2 separate regions of the Sus scrofa genome follow, and region 1 is linked to region 2. Evidence: chromatin contacts called from public HiChIP or PLAC-seq data. All regions are on one chromosome and are shown on one strand. The core of a region is the stretch at or near the end of the contact, and the rest is flanking DNA. Distances in the headings are between cores, read along the strand shown.

What was found. HiChIP or PLAC-seq counts read pairs in DNA pulled down with a chosen protein or histone mark.
Region 1: an H3K27ac HiChIP or PLAC-seq map of alveolar macrophages shows a contact between it and region 2. The contact joins two enhancer-like sites. A contact is called at or near these places in 2 of 5 promoter capture datasets (fetal skeletal muscle and liver), 31 of 47 Hi-C or Micro-C datasets (adipose tissue, alveolar macrophages, blood and 17 more) and 2 of 2 datasets of contacts at active chromatin or transcription factors (alveolar macrophages and skeletal muscle).

Annotation. Positions count from the first base shown.
Region 1 is chr14:61,334,787-61,339,060 of Sscrofa11.1, forward strand. RET (proto-oncogene tyrosine-protein kinase receptor Ret) reads left to right here. Exons shown (of 22, transcript XM_021072832.1): 5 at 1,053-1,294; 6 at 2,466-2,661; 7 at 3,907-4,106. Among named protein-coding and RNA genes, the nearest start is that of RET, 31 kb to the left of the region's middle. Within about 2 kb of position 1,340, at least 11 of the 83 cell types and tissues checked have an H3K27ac peak or open chromatin away from gene starts, as enhancers often do. A contact at or near this core is called in alveolar macrophages, where this site is marked.
Region 2 is chr14:61,120,005-61,124,243 of Sscrofa11.1, forward strand. BMS1 (ribosome biogenesis protein BMS1 homolog) reads left to right here. Exons shown (of 24, transcript XM_005670994.3): 20 at 276-398; 21 at 1,300-1,447; 22 at 2,056-2,231. Among named protein-coding and RNA genes, the nearest start is that of BMS1, 66 kb to the left of the region's middle. Within about 2 kb of position 1,632, at least 4 of the 83 cell types and tissues checked have an H3K27ac peak or open chromatin away from gene starts, as enhancers often do. A contact at or near this core is called in alveolar macrophages, where this site is marked.

The DNA of each region.
Region 1 (4,274 bases), core at 90-2,589, 210 kb after region 2:
GTAGAACCTGGATTCACACCAGGCTGAGGGCACACACACGGTAATAATGTTAAAGAAAATCTCAATAAAGTAAGTAAAGGGTCACTCACACTCCCCCAGCATCCTTCCATTTGCCCTGCACAGGGAGTGGTGTCTTTGTACAAGATTGCCAGCAAAGCATATGGTTTAGCATGCTGCCCCTTTTTGCTAAAACAGCCCATGATTAAATTTTGATTTTGTTGAGCGGCAGGGCCGGCAGGGCGTGGGGGGAGTGTAACCATAAACAATAGAGGGAAGCATTATATGATAAGCATTTCCCACATGTGTAATTCACATGTAATGTATGGCTCTGTTGTGACCCCCCCCCTCCCCCGCATGGTTGGCTGTGGGGTGCTGAGGCACAGAGAGACAGAACGACCAAACTCAGGCCACGCAGTCAGAGTGTGGATAGGGTAGCAATTCAAACCAGGCAGTCAGAAATACTTGTATGGCAATGTAAACAGACCCTGAATGTCCACTGTGTTTGTCTTCCAGTGGTGAAATTGTGGCTTTATTCTTCCCATTATCTAAAATGAGCACACATTGCTTCCATAATTAAAAAAAAAGAAAAAAAAATTCCTAACTTTTTTTCAAAAACCAGCAAATGGTGGGAGCTGACAATCTGGGCCTGCAGTCCAGCTGAGCTGGTGCCAGCCCTTCCCATAGCAGAGGCAAGGTGGGTAGAGGGGTGTGCCCAGCCCTCCCAGGGTAGTCAGGATGAGGACCTGATGCAGGCTTCCTGGTCCCCACCCTTCTCCATGAGCACCAGTGACGCTGCAACCACCGTGGAAGCTTAGGGCACAATTCACTGCTAATTGTGCTTGGAGCGCTATGCCCCACGGTGGAGCTGAGGAGGAGCGTCAGGGCGGTGGAGGGGGTAGTGCAACCATAAACAACAGGGGGCTGCTGCCGCCCAGCTCTGTTCGCAGAGCCCATTCCCGTGCGCCTCTCCCAGTAGGCACCAGGGGGAGGCAGCTCAGCCTTTCCCCAACCCGGGAGTCATTCCCGGGGTTTCTGGTGTGTTTGGTGCTCAGGTGAGAGTCAGCCCTTCCGCTGCGCCGCCGACAGCCTGGAGGTGAGCACGCGCTGGGCCCTGGACCGTGAGCAGCGGGAGAAGTATGAGCTGGTGGCCGCGTGCACTGTGCGTGTGGGCGCACGCGAGGAGGAGGTGATGGTGCCCTTCCCCGTGACGGTGTACGACGAGGACGACTGTGCGCCCACCTTCCTCGGGGGCATCGACACTGCCAGCGCAGTGGTGGAGTTCAAGCGGAAGGAGGTGCCTGTTCCCCGCCCCCGGGTGCTTGTCCGGTGTCGGTTCTCTCTCTTCGTGTCTAAGTTCCTCCCTCCGCCATTGACTCCTAGCCAGACATGTGGCTGACCAGCCATGTAGTTACTTGTCATTCGTTTGTCTTTCAGTCTGTGGGATTTTCTGTTGCCCTCTGGGATAGCTGAGGAGAAAAAAGGAGACTAGGCCCGCCAGCACCCAGCTGACCCTGCTTGGGGGGAGGGGGTTGCAGGGTAGGGCGGCTGGGTTCCCAGCCTGTGCCGGACTCACATCTGAGGGGCGCACATGTGCCCCTGCGCGGGCGGGGCGCGCTGCCCGGAGGAGGGGAAGGGGACATTTGCCAGGAGGGCACCGCCTTCCCCGGGTTGTCAGCCGCTCAAGGGTTTGACTTTTGGGGTCAGGAGGTGGTTCCCAGGCAGTGAAGAAAGCCTGAATGGTGGATCCCACCGCGATCTCCCTGCCTGGCCCAGCCCGGCCCAGCCCTTCTCTGGTTCACTGAGGTGGAGCATGACTGCCACCTACTGGGCCTCGGCCCATCCTGCAGCCGGCAGGCCGGTGGAGTGAGGGGAGAATGGGGACCTATGTCGTCATTGCCTGCTTCTCTCCGCACCTCAGGGCAGGTTTGGCAGGTGGGTGGTAGGCAAACCCATTTTAAGGAAATGTCTCACAAACCTGGCAGGACCGCCTTGTGGTGACATTGGGGAGCCTTGGTTAGCAGTGAGAGCAGAGATGCCTTTGACTTTGCTCAGAACCTTCCTCATGATCTCCTCCAGCCTGGTGTACAGAAGATGCTTGGACACCTGGGCTTGTACCCCAGCTCTGATACTATCACTGTGTGACTCTGAGCTAACTCGCCCACCCTGTGGTGCCTGGTGTCCTCAGGGGAGAGTGGGGGTGCCCGCTGTGTTCTCTGGGGACCTGGATGAGATCTTGAGTGGAGCACCAGGGCATCTGCTCTAATCCATTCTTCCGGAAGATCTGTAGATGCCTAGCACATCTTCTGCACAGGTGAGGTGCAGTGGCCCAGGAAGGGTGAACCCAAGTGAGTCTGTCCCTAGAGCCAGCTCTGACTGCACACTTGGTCCACCTGTGGGGCACCTGCTCCCTCCCTCCATGGTCTCTGGCTTTAGGGACTCTAACTGGCACTCCCTCATCTCTGCAGGGCACTGTGGTGGCCACGCTGCGTGTCTTCGATGCAGATGTGGTGCCAGCATCTGGGGAGCTCCTGCGCCGGTACACGAACACACTGCTCTCCAGGGACACCTGGGCCCTCCAGACCTTCCGAGTAGAGCACTTGCCCAACGAGACCTTGGCCCAGGTCAACGGCAGCTTTGTGCGGGCCACCATACATGACTACAGTAAGAGGCCAGGCGTGGCCTGGATGGGCCCCCTAGGGTTAACCGGCAGCCCACTCTTGGGCAGGGCAGCACCCTGCGCGCGCGCGCGCGCACACGCACACCACACACACACACACACACACACACACACACACACACACACACACACACCTGTCCTGGCCCCCTGGGCCCCAGACAGCTTCCCCTTCCACCCCCACCCCTGCCCTTCCTTATTTCTGCTGGGCTTGCCTCAGCCACTTTGGTGGTGCCCACAGGCTCCCCTCTCTCCCTGAACTGTCCCAAGGACCCCCTGGCATCCCCCATGCTGACCCCTCTGGGGCTCACTGCTCCTGCCAACACATATGTCATCACCTGAGGCCTTCCTCTGGGCCCTGGCATCTACTTTGCCACCTGCCAGGTGCCAAGTGCCCAGGGATTATTGCCTTTACCCCAACTCCCGACAACTCTGCTAAGGTGGCAGGAGCGTGTTGATGTCCAATGGCAGCTCCGTGTCCTAGAGTTGGAAGGTTCTGAGTTGGTTGTCCTGTCTGCTCTGGGAATGCACCCACCTTCAGGGCTAAGCCCAGGTGGCCACAGCACTCACCTGCAGGGCAGGACATCCTCAGTACCTGCCAGGCTGCCCTGCTCTCCTGCTGGTGCTTTCCAGGGCCACCTTTCACCCCACTTGCACTTGGGTTCTTGCTTGGGGATCTGCTTCTGGGAAACCCAGGATCACAGGTGCCTTTACCAGCTTCTGCCTGGCCCGGCCCTATCAGCTTCTCATCCTCCTCTCCCCCACCAAGCCTCTGAAGGCCTCTGTCCCATGCGAGGGAAGTGTCATCCTTGCCCCCAGTCACTCACTCTGTACACATGTGTGCCACAGCCCCCCTTTTCTGCCCCTACTATAGCCTTGGCACATGGCAGGTGCATAGAAGTATGGAAGCGCCCAGATGCTGGAGGCCTGGGGGGTCCGAGGGGTCTTTACCCTGTGTGTGCCTACCCCGCACATATCACACATTGCACATGCAACGCACACACGGGTTACCAGATTACCTCCCAGCTGAGAGGGGTGTTCTGGGCTTCCAGCTCAGCACAGAAGCTAACATTTAAATAGTAGTTATAACTTAGTGCCTCCTGTCAAGTGTGTTATCTGCACTGTGTAGCTGGAAGTACCTGCTTGTGTTTGGGAGGAGGTGTGCAGGGGCGTGGGGCAGTGTTTCCCACCGGCAGGACCCCCACCCATCATCACTGTGCCCCCACCTGCAGGGCTGGTTCTCAACCGGAGCCTCTCCATCTTGGAGAACCGGGCGGTGCAGCTGGCCGTGCTGGTCAACGACTCAGACTTCCAGGGCCCCGGAGAGGGAGTCCTCCTCCTCCACTTCAATGTGTCCGTGCTGCCCGTCAGCCTGCACCTGCCCAGCGCCTACTCCTTTGCTGTGAGCAGGCGGGCCCACCGCTTTGCCCAGGTGAGCAACCACCTGCTGCCTGCCTGGGGAGGGGCGCATAGAGAGGGGGACCCCCAGGGTGGGGTCCTCTATTTAGCAGACTTCAAGTGGGGGGTGGGGGGTGGGCAACACCCCCTCCCTGAGCTAAGTCATAGACGGAGTGGCCTAGGGGAGCCATGAGCACAGATC
Region 2 (4,239 bases), core at 382-2,881:
TGTAACCAGATTTTCATATTCCTTTTCATTCATGCATCATTGTGAAACTGTGTTACTATGAAATCACCCTCAGACAGTAGTATAGTATAATAGTATTACAGTATTATACTATCAAATAGATTTTGTTAAAATACTGTTTTGCATGTTCAGATATTCTCATTTTTCTTATGTGATTGTAAGTGAAATGCACTTTGGTAATTTATTGCATTAGAGAGAAATAAGTTTTTCTCCTGCTGATAGTATTCCTGTATCAGATTTTGGGGATTCCTTTTTAGCCTGATTTCCGGATAGCTGCCACAGGAGTTGTCCTTGATCTGGATAAATCTATAAAAATTGTGAAGAAATTAAAGCTAACTGGCTTTCCATATAAAATTTTCAAGAACACTTCATTCATTAAGGTCTGTATATCTGTGTATTCACGTATTTAATATGTTGTTAAAGGAGTAATGAATTCTAATATAGGTCTAAGAGATAAGTCTGAAAAGTGCTTGAAATCTTTCATAATCTTAGTCTTTGATATTTTTAGTTTACTTCTATATATTAGTCTCTGTGTTACTTAATATGTTCAGAAATCTTTAGGTGAAGTAAAATAGAGATATTTGGTGATTGAGGCTATTACTTTTTACTCCCATATGAGGCTGTTGCAGAGCTAATATTGAAAATATGTAATCCTATTCACTGGGTTTTGTTTCCTACCTTTTCGGTTTGTATTAAGAGAGGGGAAAATCATAGCATTTTCAAACAGATCATTAGAAAAATAGACAAAGCAATTTGCAGAAGTACTTGTTGGCAAGGGTACAGAGAAATGGACACTCTGTTAATGCAGTATATCATAGAAGGGTAGTTTGGGCAACACCTACTGAAAATTTCTTTAGCAGGGGATGTTTCCATTAAAAACACAGAGTTAAGATGATCGATCACGAAATGTTCTTATAAGGGAATACTACCATCAGCATTTATCCAGCTCTCTTTATTTTCTGAGTGTGTACACCTAAGTAATAGGATAAGAGCTGTAGTCCAGCTTTGTGAGATGATGGCAAAGGCCATCGGGGCCACTTCAGTCCAATAAATATCTTTTTGATCTTCTTTTCTACAAAGGTAGTGATGAGCATGTTAGTGCCTACAATAGAATCTTGATTAATATTTTATTTGAGGGAAAATAGAATTGTATTCCTTTTGACCTAGTAATTCCAATGAATTATTTTTTTTGTTTTTTAACCAAGGATATATTTATGAACTGAGAGGTAAAATATCTAACTTTGTATGTATATTTGTTTTCTTTTATATATATACTTATAGGGAATGTTTAATTCTGCCTTGGAAGTGGCCAAATTTGAAGGTGCTGTGATTCGAACTGTCAGTGGAATAAGGGGACAGATCAAGAAGGCACTCAGGGCTCCAGAAGGAGCTTTCCGGGCCACCTTTGAGGATAAATTGCTGATGAGTGGTAAATATCCTTTGTGGTGTGTTTTTAACGTTGTGTTACCATTCACTATTGGCTTCTAGCCAGTATGAAGTACAGGTGGCAGTTTTAAGTCTTTAGAAACAGGAGTCAGCTATAGCTCTCCCTAGTTGGAGCATCTTGGGTATTATGCCAAGTCATGCTGTGTCTAGAGCCATGTGATTCACCCAGTGAAAGTTTTATGGGTGTGGATATGATTGACACACCCAATGAAAGAGTAGTTCACTGGGCAAAGTCTCTCTTCAAATACTTTGCATCTAGCTGGAGAAGTTTGGGGTCAGTATTTTGTTCTCTTATTTACTGAGATGAATATGAATCTTTTGAAAATGTTAATATGGAGCTCCCATTGTGGCTGAGTGGGTTAAGAACCCAATTAGTATCCATAGGGATGTGGGTTTGACGCCTGGCCTTGCTCAGTGGGTTAAGGATACGGCGTTGCCGAAAACTGCACCCGAGTTGCTAGGGCTGTGGCATAGGCCGGCAGCTACAGCTCCAATTCAACCCCTAGCCTGGGAACTTCCATATGCTGCAGATGTGGCCTTAAAAGGGGTGGGAGGGAAGAAAGTGTTAATGTAAATTTCTTCTCTTTCCAGATATTGTCTTCATGAGAACTTGGTATCCTGTCTCCGTTCCAGCCTTCTATAACCCTGTAACATCTTTGTTGAAACCAGTTGGTGAGAAAGACACCTGGTCAGGAATGCGGACAACTGGTCAACTCCGGCTTGTCCATGGCATCAAACTAAAACCCAACAAAGATTCTCTGTATAAGGTATAGTCACACATGTGCTCTATAGATAGTGTCATCCAGAAGATATGCTGTAATATTCTCATGGTTTGAATTTTCAAGTAGAAAGTCTAACATTAAATTTGAATAAACATGTCGTATATTCGTAGACTATTTTGGAAGGAACACAGGAAAAGTGGTGGTCTTCACCTCAGACTATTTTTTTTGTACCATATACACATATTACTTTTAAAAACATTAATGTGCTAATTCTTATTGAAACAATGTGGAAGTATGTGTTTTCTTGAAAGTTTTAATAAGCTTTTTATTGAAATGTTAACATACAGAAATTCACACACAAATCAAAAGTATATACAACTCAATGAATTTTAGTACATAAAAGTTGCCATCACCTGGATCAAGCAAGAGAATTACTAGCACAAAAGAAGCCCTCTTGTGACCTCTCCCAGTCAGTCACTCACTATCCCACCTCCATTTCAAACCAGCCATCATCTTAGTTCCTGACGTGTAAATTCCTTCCACCTTTTTTTGAGTTTTATAAAATATATAGTATTTTGCCTGATTTCTTTCCTTCAGTATTATGAGATTCATTCATGTTCTAGTATATAGCAGACATTTATTTTTTGTTATTGTTGAGTAGAATTTCATTGTATGACAGTGTCAGTTTATCCATCAAGGGACAGTATTTCCAGGTTTAGGCTATCATGAGAGCTGCCCTGAACAGTTATATGCAACTTGTTTGGCATACATGTGCACACACTTCTGTTATGTAGATCCTTGTGGGTGGGATTGCCAGGGTACATGTGTTCAACAGCAGTGTGTGATGGTTGTAGTATTCAGAGCTCATACCAGGTTAGGCTCCAACAGCTTATTAGTTTTCTAGCTGTTCCACATCGTTTCCAGTAGTTGGCCTCATCGGTGGGGGGTTTTTTTTTGGCTGCATCTGCAGCATGTACAAGTTCCTGGGCCAGGGATTGTATCCGCCCCATTGCAGTAACCAGAACCACAGCAGTGACACCACTGCTGTGATCCTTAACCTGCTGAACCGCCAGGCACTCCTAGTATTTTTTTCTCCTTTTTTTCGGGCCCATCTGTGACATGTGGAGATTTCCTGGGCCAGAGACCAACTCTGAGTGACTGAGTGACAGAGTTCCTCACCACAGCTGCAGCAACACCAGATCCTTAACTCACTGTGCCACAGCAGGAACTCCTAGTCTTTTTTAAGTTCTCTGTTCCTGTCTCAAATATCATTTTCATTCAGATTTTGGCCTCTGAGAACTTCCATTATTTCATTCACAGCTTAACAATGCATTTGAAAAGATTTGTTAATGCAGAAGATTTAATTGTTTTGTAATAAGAGGGTAGTTCAGGGTTTCAGTCTTCCATTCTGCTAGAAATGGAAGTTTTCCACGAATTAGTTTTTCTGTAAAGCAGTTAATAAAATTTGGATCATATTGCCATGAATTTCTCTTAAAATATACTTTGGAGTTCCCATCATGGCTCAACGGTTAGTGAACCCAACTAGCATCCATGATGACATGGGTTCGATTCCTGGCCTCGCTCTGTGGGTTAAGGATCTGGCATTGCGTGAGCTGTGGTGTAGGCCAGTGGCTATAGCTCTGAGTTGACCTCTAGCCTGGGAACCTGCACATGCCGTAGGTACAGCCCTAAAAAGACAAGAACACCAAAATACACACACACACACACACACACACACACTGTATACTTCAGGACAGAGTACCTATTGTCTAGTATGTGGTGCTTACTCTTTTTTTGAAAAAGAGATTTCTCTGAGTTCTTTCAAAAGTTTCTTAAACAGAGAATATTGAGAGGGTGATGTCTTTAACAATAAATTTAAGGGTATAGAAGAAATATTTATATAGTTGTCAACCTTGGAAAAGGTTTAGGGCAAAACTTTGAACTGCTTCTGAGACAGTTAAAAATTTTGGTCATCTCAATTAAGCATAGAATTTGGTTAGCTTGAAAACTGAATGTAGAGGAGTTTTGCATTCATTTGTCATTTAAATCTTTT